Linked DNA regions of Oryza sativa: region 2 is linked to region 1. A link is a contact called in public HiCAR-type data. All regions are on one chromosome and are shown on one strand. The core of a region is the stretch at or near the end of the contact, and the rest is flanking DNA. Distances in the headings are between cores, read along the strand shown.

Region 1 (4,657 bases), core at 1,270-3,769:
ACCTATTTTGCTTCAAGCATGCATGTGACATACATGAACAATGGGAGCAATGATATACATAGATTTTTTTTCTATCTTCTTACTTTCACTCTCCAGTCTCCATGGCAAACAAATACACACCAAATTCGCCATAACTAAAGCCTTTTGAGACACCATGACAGACTAACTAACGGATGAAACAAAATTGCGTAATCCTAACCAACCTAATCACAATCAAGAACTTGAGCCGGTCGTTGAGCTTCTTCCGGCGACGGGCGCTCCGCCATGTTCTTGGCCGGGATCCCCTCCGCTGGCGTTGCGACGGATGGAGCTCGCGCTCATTGGGGGAAACGAGAGCTCGCGCTCATTGGGGGAGACGATCGTCAGAGGCCCAGCATCACGGCCTTGCCGCGTCCACATTTGCAGAGAACGTGTAGTGGTCACGGGCACAGAAGAAGCGGCGGCGCTCCGGGCACGCCCACTGCGTCGAACAAGTTGAAGCCGGTGAGGCCACCGAACTCCGGCATTTTAGCCGGATGCCGACGCGGTGCCAATCGAAGCCGACGAACACCGCCGCGTTCCCCAGCGCCAAGAAACGCCACCCGGAGACGTCGAATGATCCGGCTGTTCCGGCCGCTCGCCGTGTTGAATGATCCCGGACGCGGAGGCGGAGCCCCCATGAATAGATGGAACCAGCGCCAGCCATCGACCCCCGTGCGAGCCGGCGACGGCGCCGACCCCCGCCGCATTGTAGTACCAGTCTTCATCAGCCAGCCCGGCGCGCGGAACCCCATGTCATGCCTCCGGCAGCGGCCACGGCCAGGAGGTGTGCTGGTCGCGCGCGGTGGCTCCCTGCATCCTGCGCCGACGACGCCGTCACCACATCAACCCCTGCGGTGGCTGCGCCGCGCTGCTCGACTGCTCGCGCCCATATTTCCACTTGTGACTTGTGCCACTGCTGCTGCGAGACAGCCAGATAGAGTATGTGTGGAATTACTGCTAAAAGCCCAATTTGGAACAAAAGAAAAGGCATATACTATAAGTTTTAAAGGATTCCTATCTTGTGAGAAGTAATTATATGCAGCATTTTGAAACAAAAAGGGTTAATCCCTATCAATGCCGTTAAAAATTTGGCTGTGTACATCTGATTGGATGTTGAGACTGGGTTTATCCCATTTTCTAAAAAAAATACCGTTAAAAATATTATGAAATGGGCTGGAATTTTGGAGGAAAACAAGCATGGTATATCTCACCTTATGTTTTTTTTGCACGTTTGTGACTTGAGTTTTTGAATTATATCACGATAAAAAGAACCAACATTTCTTCTTCAGCTTTCAATGTCGTTGCCATGGTCTCACTCTCACGAACTTATCCTATTGTTAAGCACCACGGGAATTTTCCTTGTTTTGACATCGAGTTGGCCCACCCTGATTGCTCCATCGAATCCCCTACTTCTATTTCGACATATCAACGCCGTTGGCTCATTTCACCATTCACTGATTTATCCCCATCTTTATTGTAAATGATCTGAACATAGGTTGCACTTTCCAATATGTTAATTCACTAGGCCATGGTTAACGTCCGTAGCGCCTATGGTTCATTCCTTATAGTCCATTGCTCCTCTTGGATTTAGGGCCTACTTAAGTTAAGGGAACTTCTAATAACCATGGCTACTTTAAGAAGCTCCACACCAACTTCTCAAATACTTTAGATTCTCACCCTACATTTTAAGAGTAGTTGTAGAGTCGATGAACTAGTAGACATTCTTTTCCACCAAGAAGATACTCGTGAAGTACTTTTCACAGTCTCTAACTCTACAAACAAAGTATGACTTGTTCATGATTTAAACTTTTAGATTAATTACGGACATGGCCACATAATTATTCCATCCTAATTGCTCCACCGATTGCCATAGTTAAGTCGAATGATTTAGCCCATAAAAGTTTTATCTTTACATTTAACCTTGTGAAAGCCTTTCTCGGAGTTTATTCTTACACACGACATTTGTGTAAGAATAATATAGGTCCGATCCGTCGTTGATTAAAAGCTAACTCCAAGTTACCTTGTAAAACAGACCAATCTAAATTTATGCACATATTATTCACATCTTAACTACTCCTTTCGTCCATAAATATAAAATAGTTTTATCTTTTTATCCATCCAAAAATATAAGATATTTGATTTTTTTTATTTGTAGACAAATATATGAAATATTAAGATCTCGAGGACATCACCTTAGTTATCCATTCAATCTCTCAGCCTACCTTTTTTTTTTCTTTATTTCTGTTAAATATGTCAAAAAAAAATAACAAACATAATCTCATTTATACCTTTTTGTTGCTATCTTAAGTTTTATACTAGAAAATTGGTATAATCCCTTAAATAGGTAGCAATGTAAAATGAGTTAGAAATAAACAAGATTACCAACCAACGTTTATCTACTTAAGGCCAAGCCCATTGCTCTCTGAGACCGACAGGTGGGCCCCGATGACCATTGACCACTGGCCCATATGTCAGTGAGCGTGTGCTGCTGGTTTCCCATTTTCCACTTCGTCGCTTCGCGTCGCCCCACTCGATTCCGCTCCAGATCTCCCCGTCGCGCTCCGCTCCGCCTCCTCCGCGTCGCCGTCGTCTTCCTCCTCTCCGGCCGATGCCTCCTCCCAAACCCTAGCCCACCTCGCAAAACCCTAGATCCCGCGCACACCCCCAACGACGCCATGGATCCCTCCGGATCCGGCCCTCGCCACGGCCGCCTCCTCATCTCCCCGTCGCTCTCCTCCCCGACCTTCTCCACCAGCTCCCCCTCCCGGTCCCCCGCACCGCACCACGACCGCCGCAACTCCACCTCCTCGCCGCAGCCGCTCCTCCCCTTCCCTTCCGCTTCTTCCTCCAGGTCCGGTGGCGGCGGTGGAGCAGCCGGGGGCCCGCGCGCCGCGGGGGCGTTGTCCTCCGCGTCGCAGCCGGCGTTCGCGCACAACGCGCGGGTGGCGGCCGCGCTGGCCCCCGCCGCGGCGTTCCTGCTCGACCTCGGCGGGCTCCCGGTGTTCGCCGTCCTCGCCGTCGGCCTCGCCGCCGCGTACCTCCTCGACGCGCTCCGACAGCGGCAGGGGGCCTTCTTCACCGTCTGGGCCGCGCTCATCGCCGCCGACGTGGCGTTCTTCTTCTCGGCCTCGCTCTCGTCGGCCGCGTCCGCCTCGGTGCCGCTCACCGTGCTCGCGCTCCTCCTCTGCGCCGAGACGTCCTTCCTCATCGGCGTCTGGGCGTCGCTCCAGTTCCGCTGGATCCAGCTGGAGAACCCGACCATCGTCGCCGCGCTCGAGCGGCTCCTCTTCGCGTGCGTGCCCATCGCGGCGCCTGCGATCTTCACGTGGGCTGTTGTGTCCGCGGTCGGCATGGCCAACGCCTCCTACTACCTTGCCACATTCTCCATGGTGTTCTACTGGTTGTTCTCCATACCACGGCCGTCCAGCTTCAAGAACCGAAAGCAGGATGCTCCGTGGCAGGATACCGATGGCATTCTTGGCCCCTTGGAGAGCTGCGTGCATGCTTTGTACCTGTTGTTCGTGCCAGTGTTGTTCCATGCTGCATCGCACCATGCTACGCTCTTCGCGTCATGGGCCAATGTGTGTGATCTGCTGCTGCTGTTCTTTATACCGTTCTTGTTCCAACTCTATGCCTCTACACGAGGTGCCTTGTGGTGGATTACCAGAGATGTGCGCACAATGGATCAGATAAGGATGGCGAATGGCTTGGTTGCGCTGGTTGTAGTGGTGCTTTGCCTTGAGGTTCGAGTTGTATTTCACTCGTTTGGAAGGTATATTCATGCTCCACCACCTCTGAACTACCTGCTTGTAACGGTCACGATGCTTGGCGGTGCTTTGGGTATGGCAGCACATGCTGCGGGCAAGGTTGGAGATGCTGTTAGCTCGGTAGCCTTTACCGGGTTGGCAGTGCTTGTCAGTGGAGCAGGTGCTATAGTCATCGGATTCCCTGTTATGGTACGTTGCAGTCTTATGGTATCCTCTTGTAGTACTTGCAAATTTATCATCGAATTTTGTTTTTTCTTATGCTTGTAGCTGTATGTTAATCTTAGTCACTGACCAATGTGTTTCAAGGTGACACTTGGATAATTTACAGTTGACTTTATTCTATTCATGTATTTGCTTGGTCTTTTGGTATGGATGATCTAAGTTCTCAGAAGTCGTTGGTTCTGGTGTTCTATCTGTTAAATTGATTAGAATTTGAGAACTCATTGCATAACAACAATCTTTTAAAAGCTACTATGGGAAGTTATTGTAGCTGTATCTCAATCATTGTTAACTGTGGAAACAGTGTTACCAATGTCTCAATTAACATTAATTGTGGTGTTGTGATCTCATATTGATTCTCTAGTACATGGCAATAGCTGGCTGTGCATGCTCTCCAACTATATACTCCTTTCTGAGTTGATATTGTTCTCCCTGAATTTGTCTACTCAAGCTGGTGTGATTTTAGTTTTTATACAGAAATGCTGTACCCAAATCCATATATTCCTATTGTGACACTCCTCACCACTACTGCCTACAAACCTTGGGTAACTTTGCTCCTAAGTATACCATGATTGTGAATTTGTGATGATTCTCTTGAGTCCTTAGCTATTTGTTAAGATTTAGTCAGTATTTCTATTTCAGGGTAATTC
Region 2 (4,657 bases), core at 1,274-3,773, 270 kb after region 1:
TCCCCATCGCCACGTACACCGGCACGTAGTCCCCCGCCGGCTTCTTCGCCGCCGTCGCCGCTGCGGCGGAGAGTGAGCGGGAGCGGCCGGGGACGGACACCGCCGCGGCGGCGGCGCGGAGGAGGGAGGAGACTCGCGAAGCCATCATGGTGGGAGCTAGGCAGCTAGCAAGTGATCGAGCTAGTCGTTTGGAGCGGAGAGAGTTGAGCGGTTTGCCTTGCCTGAGATGGAGAGGGAGAGGAGGTGGCCGGAGACGGCGGCGATTTATTGGGGGTGCGGCAGCGAAGCGTCTGGAAGGGGCGGGAGCGAGGTGGCGCCGGCGAGACACGTGGCGACAGGAGGGCGCGCCACGGCGTCGCCTGGAAGCGGCTAGAAAGGGGACAGGCCATTCGGTTACTTTATACTTTGCGTGTACGACATACGTGTACGTCTGACCGTATGCATACAAGCGTATATACGGCCGTATATATTTTCAGAATGTATATAGAAAATTTACCATGATCGAGTACAACATTTTCCCTGTGTTTTTTTTTGAAAAAATTATTGTCACGTTTATGACTTATTCAGATTGATGTCATTTTAAACCATACCATTTTTTTTAAAGTTGCCAATTATGTGCACTGTTTAGTTTCTTACCAAATTTTGATAAAATACTTAAAAAATTTCTATCGTGCTTAGATGAAATACTTAGATGAAACATACTATATTTGCTACTACTCGGAAGACTTATTCGTACTTTCGTGGTGGTGGTGACATATGTTTAGAGTTTAGACACTTCATTAGTTGCGGGATATATTTATTCCTCCGTGGAGATGCATATTTTTTCCTTTCGATTAAAAAATATATATACTTCTTCATTCTATAATATAAGACGCACATGTGTTTTAGGATTGAACTTTTAAATTATTTAACAAAAAAAATACTATAATATAAATTGAATTTTATTTGCTAAAAGTTACATTATTGAATTGATATTTGAATTTATTTTTATATAATTATAATTTCTTTGTTATAAAACTTATAACATACGAGAAATTATAAGCTTAATATTAGTTTTGAAGATCATTTCAAGTTTGACCATATCTTATATTATGTTTCAATTTTAATTTTTAAAATATTTATCATTATTATTTTATTATATTGGGATTAGATGTTACGTGACTGAATCTTATCTTATATAGTGAAAGCAGCAAGCCTTCTTATACGAGGATGTGCTATATCATCAAAAATATGTTAGCCGTCTGATAAAGAGCTTGGATAAATAATGGTCTTTGGATCGAAGAGAGCATGTATTAAAAAAAATCATAAATGGGCTAAATATATGGAATTTTTTTTGGAGGTTTCTGGCATCTCCTACTAAACATATGATACATACAAAAAGAAAGGAAATAAAGAGAAGAAAGATGATGCTTCTAGTGATTCCTCTTATAAACATATACTCCATCAGTTTTACAATGTAAGACTTTCTAGCATTGCTCACATTTATTTAGATGTTAATGAATCTAAACATATATATGTGCCTAGATTCATTAACCTCTATATGAATGTGGGCAATGCTAGAAAGTCTTATAACCTGAAACGGAGGTATTAGTAGCTATATTTATAGTTGGCTAGAACAATAGATACTTCATAAACAAATTAACTTTTTATCAAAACCTTATTAAGAGCTAAGGTAAACTAATAGACCATATACAATAAACAGGATCAAAAGTCGCGCAAAACGCGATTATGTGGTTAGTTTTTAGTGAATTTTGTCACCCCTTGAGTGGGAATTCAATGGTTCTCTTTACTCCTTCCTATTGATTATTAATAAAAGAGTAAATTTTAGATAACCCCAAATATACAAAACTAATGGGTTTTGGCACGTGATACATAACCCCTAGCTATTATAACTATAAAGTTTCACAAACCACATTATTAATTATTTTATCTAATTTATAAGTTATTTATTCATCATATAAATATTATATCTAATCGTGTATATAAAGCTTTTTAAAATTTCAAAACAAGAGTATATCAATTTAGTTAACGGTGTGAATTAGTAAAACTTCAACCACAATGGTTGTGATTATGTTTCTCGTGCCAAATCTGTTCGCTCATATCATAATAGATATGAAATTTACTCATTTTATTATAAGGTTTTCGTGGTTTTGAACTCCTGATGTACTAATGGGTTCCACCGTATATAAGATCCAATGGCGTTGATATTCGTGATCAAGATCTGACGGTGATGGATGCATTGTAAGTTTGTAACTACACAAAATTTATTTCCAGGTGGCGTCTCCTCATTGGCCAGCTTATGGCGCGCAACGGGGAAGAAACCGACTTCCTTTCCCGCGCTTTTAGCCGTTGCCCCCCAATCCCACCGCTACTTTAACGGAGGGGGAATTAATCAATAGCGCTCAAATTTACATCTCACCCCCTAAAAAAACATATAATAACACCGAAAGCATCAAACGATCTGCACAGCGCAACGGACAACGGCAGTTTTCCCTAAAACCCCCTCCAGACAAATAAATTCGCACTCCTGCCCTTCTTCCTTCTCTCTCTTCCTCCACCTCCTCCTCGATCCCCAAATCCCCCAAACCCTAGCTCGCCGGAGCAGTGGAGGGCCTCGCCGCCGTGCTGCCTCTTGGCCCCTCCGTGTGATGCCACTGAGTGCGCGTGGGTGGGTGTGCGTGTTGTAGCTCTTTCATGGCGTCGCAGCCTCCCGCCGCCGTGGAGGCTCGTCTCGCGGATCTCTGCAAGGTGAGGTGGTGGTTAGATCTTTGGTTGGCCGCTGGTGGGAATCGTCGAGCGTTTGAGGTCTCATGGTTCGATGGGTTTTGGTGCAGGAGCTGGGAGTGGACGAGGGCGTCGCCGGCGAGGCCGCGGCGGTGCTGGAGGAGGGGAAGGGCGCGCTCCTCGCGTCGCCGTCGTTCGGGAGCAAATCGGTGAGGGCTGCTCTGTCTTTTGCGGCGAATTTGAGGCTATCTTTTGTCCCCCCCCCCTAAAGTTTGGATTCTTGCAGCCCGAGGATGCTGAGAAGCTGTGCTTCGCGTTCGTGCTGTACTGCGTCTCCAAGCTGAAGGAGACCAAGGCGGGTTCCTCCGGCGTTAGGCTCTGGGAGATCTTGAAGGGTTGCAAGCTCAAGTGGGTCATGCTATGTTATAATGGTTTTTGAACTGTAGTCTAGCAAGTTTTAGGGCCTTGTTGACACTGGATTGTTTTTTTTTTTTTTTTACCTTTGTTTGGTGTGCAGGTATGATGATTTCTTCAAGGAATCACAGCGGCTTGCTTCAAGGATCGACCAGGTTTTGGGAAGCCGTTATGGGTCAGATTGGGAAGCTCGGCTAGAGGTGGGTTCACGCCAAGCCCCCGCATTGAACAGATTCACATTTTTCTTTTTCAGATGTGCATAACCTGTTTGTTTTCTTCATTGTTGTTTCAATTGTGATTCCAGCTGAAGCAATTGGAGAATTTAGTAAATCTATTGGCAGATGCAAGCCGGTAAGCAACATATGTGCCTTGTACCTGATTGCAGTTTTATAACAGAACCGTTCTTTTGCATGGGGATTTGAAGCTCACGAGTTTATTAGAATTTTGCCACAAATTACAACTGATACATAGGTTCATATTGTTGAGATTTGTTTGTTTGCTTTATATGGTAGTGCAAAATTTACCCACAATTTCACAATATCCTAGGTTCTATTGCAAAGCATTTAATGAGCTATTCTTGAGCCCAAGTACTGATCAGGAGCCTGGATCAACTACAAATATTCCTGATTATATCCGTTTTGGGTGGCTGCTCTTCTTAATTCTTCGCTCAAAATCACCCGAACTGTTTAAGGACCTGGTATCCTGCATCCATGGACTAGTTGCCATATTGGTGAGTTTGCTTTTCTCTTTATTCCGTTTCATTATTTTTATCCTTTAGCTATGCAATCTTGTACTTGTGGTTAACTGGCTACTTCAACCACCACTAGCCCTTGTGCTTTCTGGAGCTAACTTGTCAAAAAAATGATTCATTACAGGCCATACTTTTAATTCACGTACCTGCTAAATTTAGGAGCTTCACAATTGAAGGTTCTTCTCACTTAAGTAATATTTCTCAACTTTATTCCAAATTATTTCTTTAACTGTCTTACTTTATTTGGCATCTGCACAGATTATAATTACAGTCCTTTTGTTTAATTTCAGTCAAACAAACTGAGAAAGGCGTGGATCTTCTTCCATCGTTATGTCACAACTATCATACCTCTGAAGACCGCTTGAAAGAAATGATGGGAAAATCTTACAAAGTGATAGAGGTCTTTTTTAGCAGGAAAGCAATAAATGCTTCAGAGTTCAAAACAGTGAATTTGGATAAAATAGATACAGGCATGACCTCAAACACCCGTGTTCTCTCTCATGTGTTCCTGCATGCATGCTCTGTCTTACATTCAATTATCTAAGTCTTGTTTCATTGTTATGGTGGTAGATGGCCTGATGTATTTCAAAGATCTTGTCGATGATGAGATTTTTCAGTCAAATTTGGAAAAACTGGAGAAGCTAAGTAGTACCACCGGCTGCCAAGGGGAGCTTGATTTGGAAATGTTTTTGACCAGCAATGACTATGTACTCAATGCTGAAAACTCTTCTGGTAGTTCCGCTAATTTTGGCTGCTCAAAGGTATCTG

The links. HiCAR-type assays count read pairs that join an accessible place to other places.
Region 2: a HiCAR-type map of leaf shows a contact between it and region 1, with 2.3 times the contacts expected there. The contact joins the promoter of LOC4350648 here to the promoter of LOC4350628 in region 1. A contact is called at or near these places in 1 of 15 Hi-C or Micro-C datasets (panicle) and 1 of 4 datasets of contacts at active chromatin or transcription factors (leaf).

What each region holds. Positions count from the first base shown.
Region 1 is chr11:21,108,578-21,113,234 of ASM3414082v1, forward strand. LOC4350628 reads left to right here and starts at 2,520. Exons shown (of 5, transcript XM_015761847.3): 1 at 2,520-3,977. The coding sequence starts at 2,697.
Region 2 is chr11:21,378,230-21,382,886 of ASM3414082v1, forward strand. It overlaps LOC4350648 (retinoblastoma-related protein 2-like), which reads left to right and starts at 2,524. Exons shown (of 18, transcript NM_001423411.1): 1 at 2,524-2,748; 2 at 2,835-2,933; 3 at 3,011-3,132; 4 at 3,242-3,338; 5 at 3,443-3,489; 6 at 3,685-3,868; 7 at 4,014-4,080; 8 at 4,180-4,359; 9 at 4,460-4,650. The coding sequence starts at 2,695. It overlaps LOC9270608, which reads right to left and starts at 228. Exons shown (of 1, transcript NM_001423412.1): 1 at 1-228. The coding sequence starts at 148.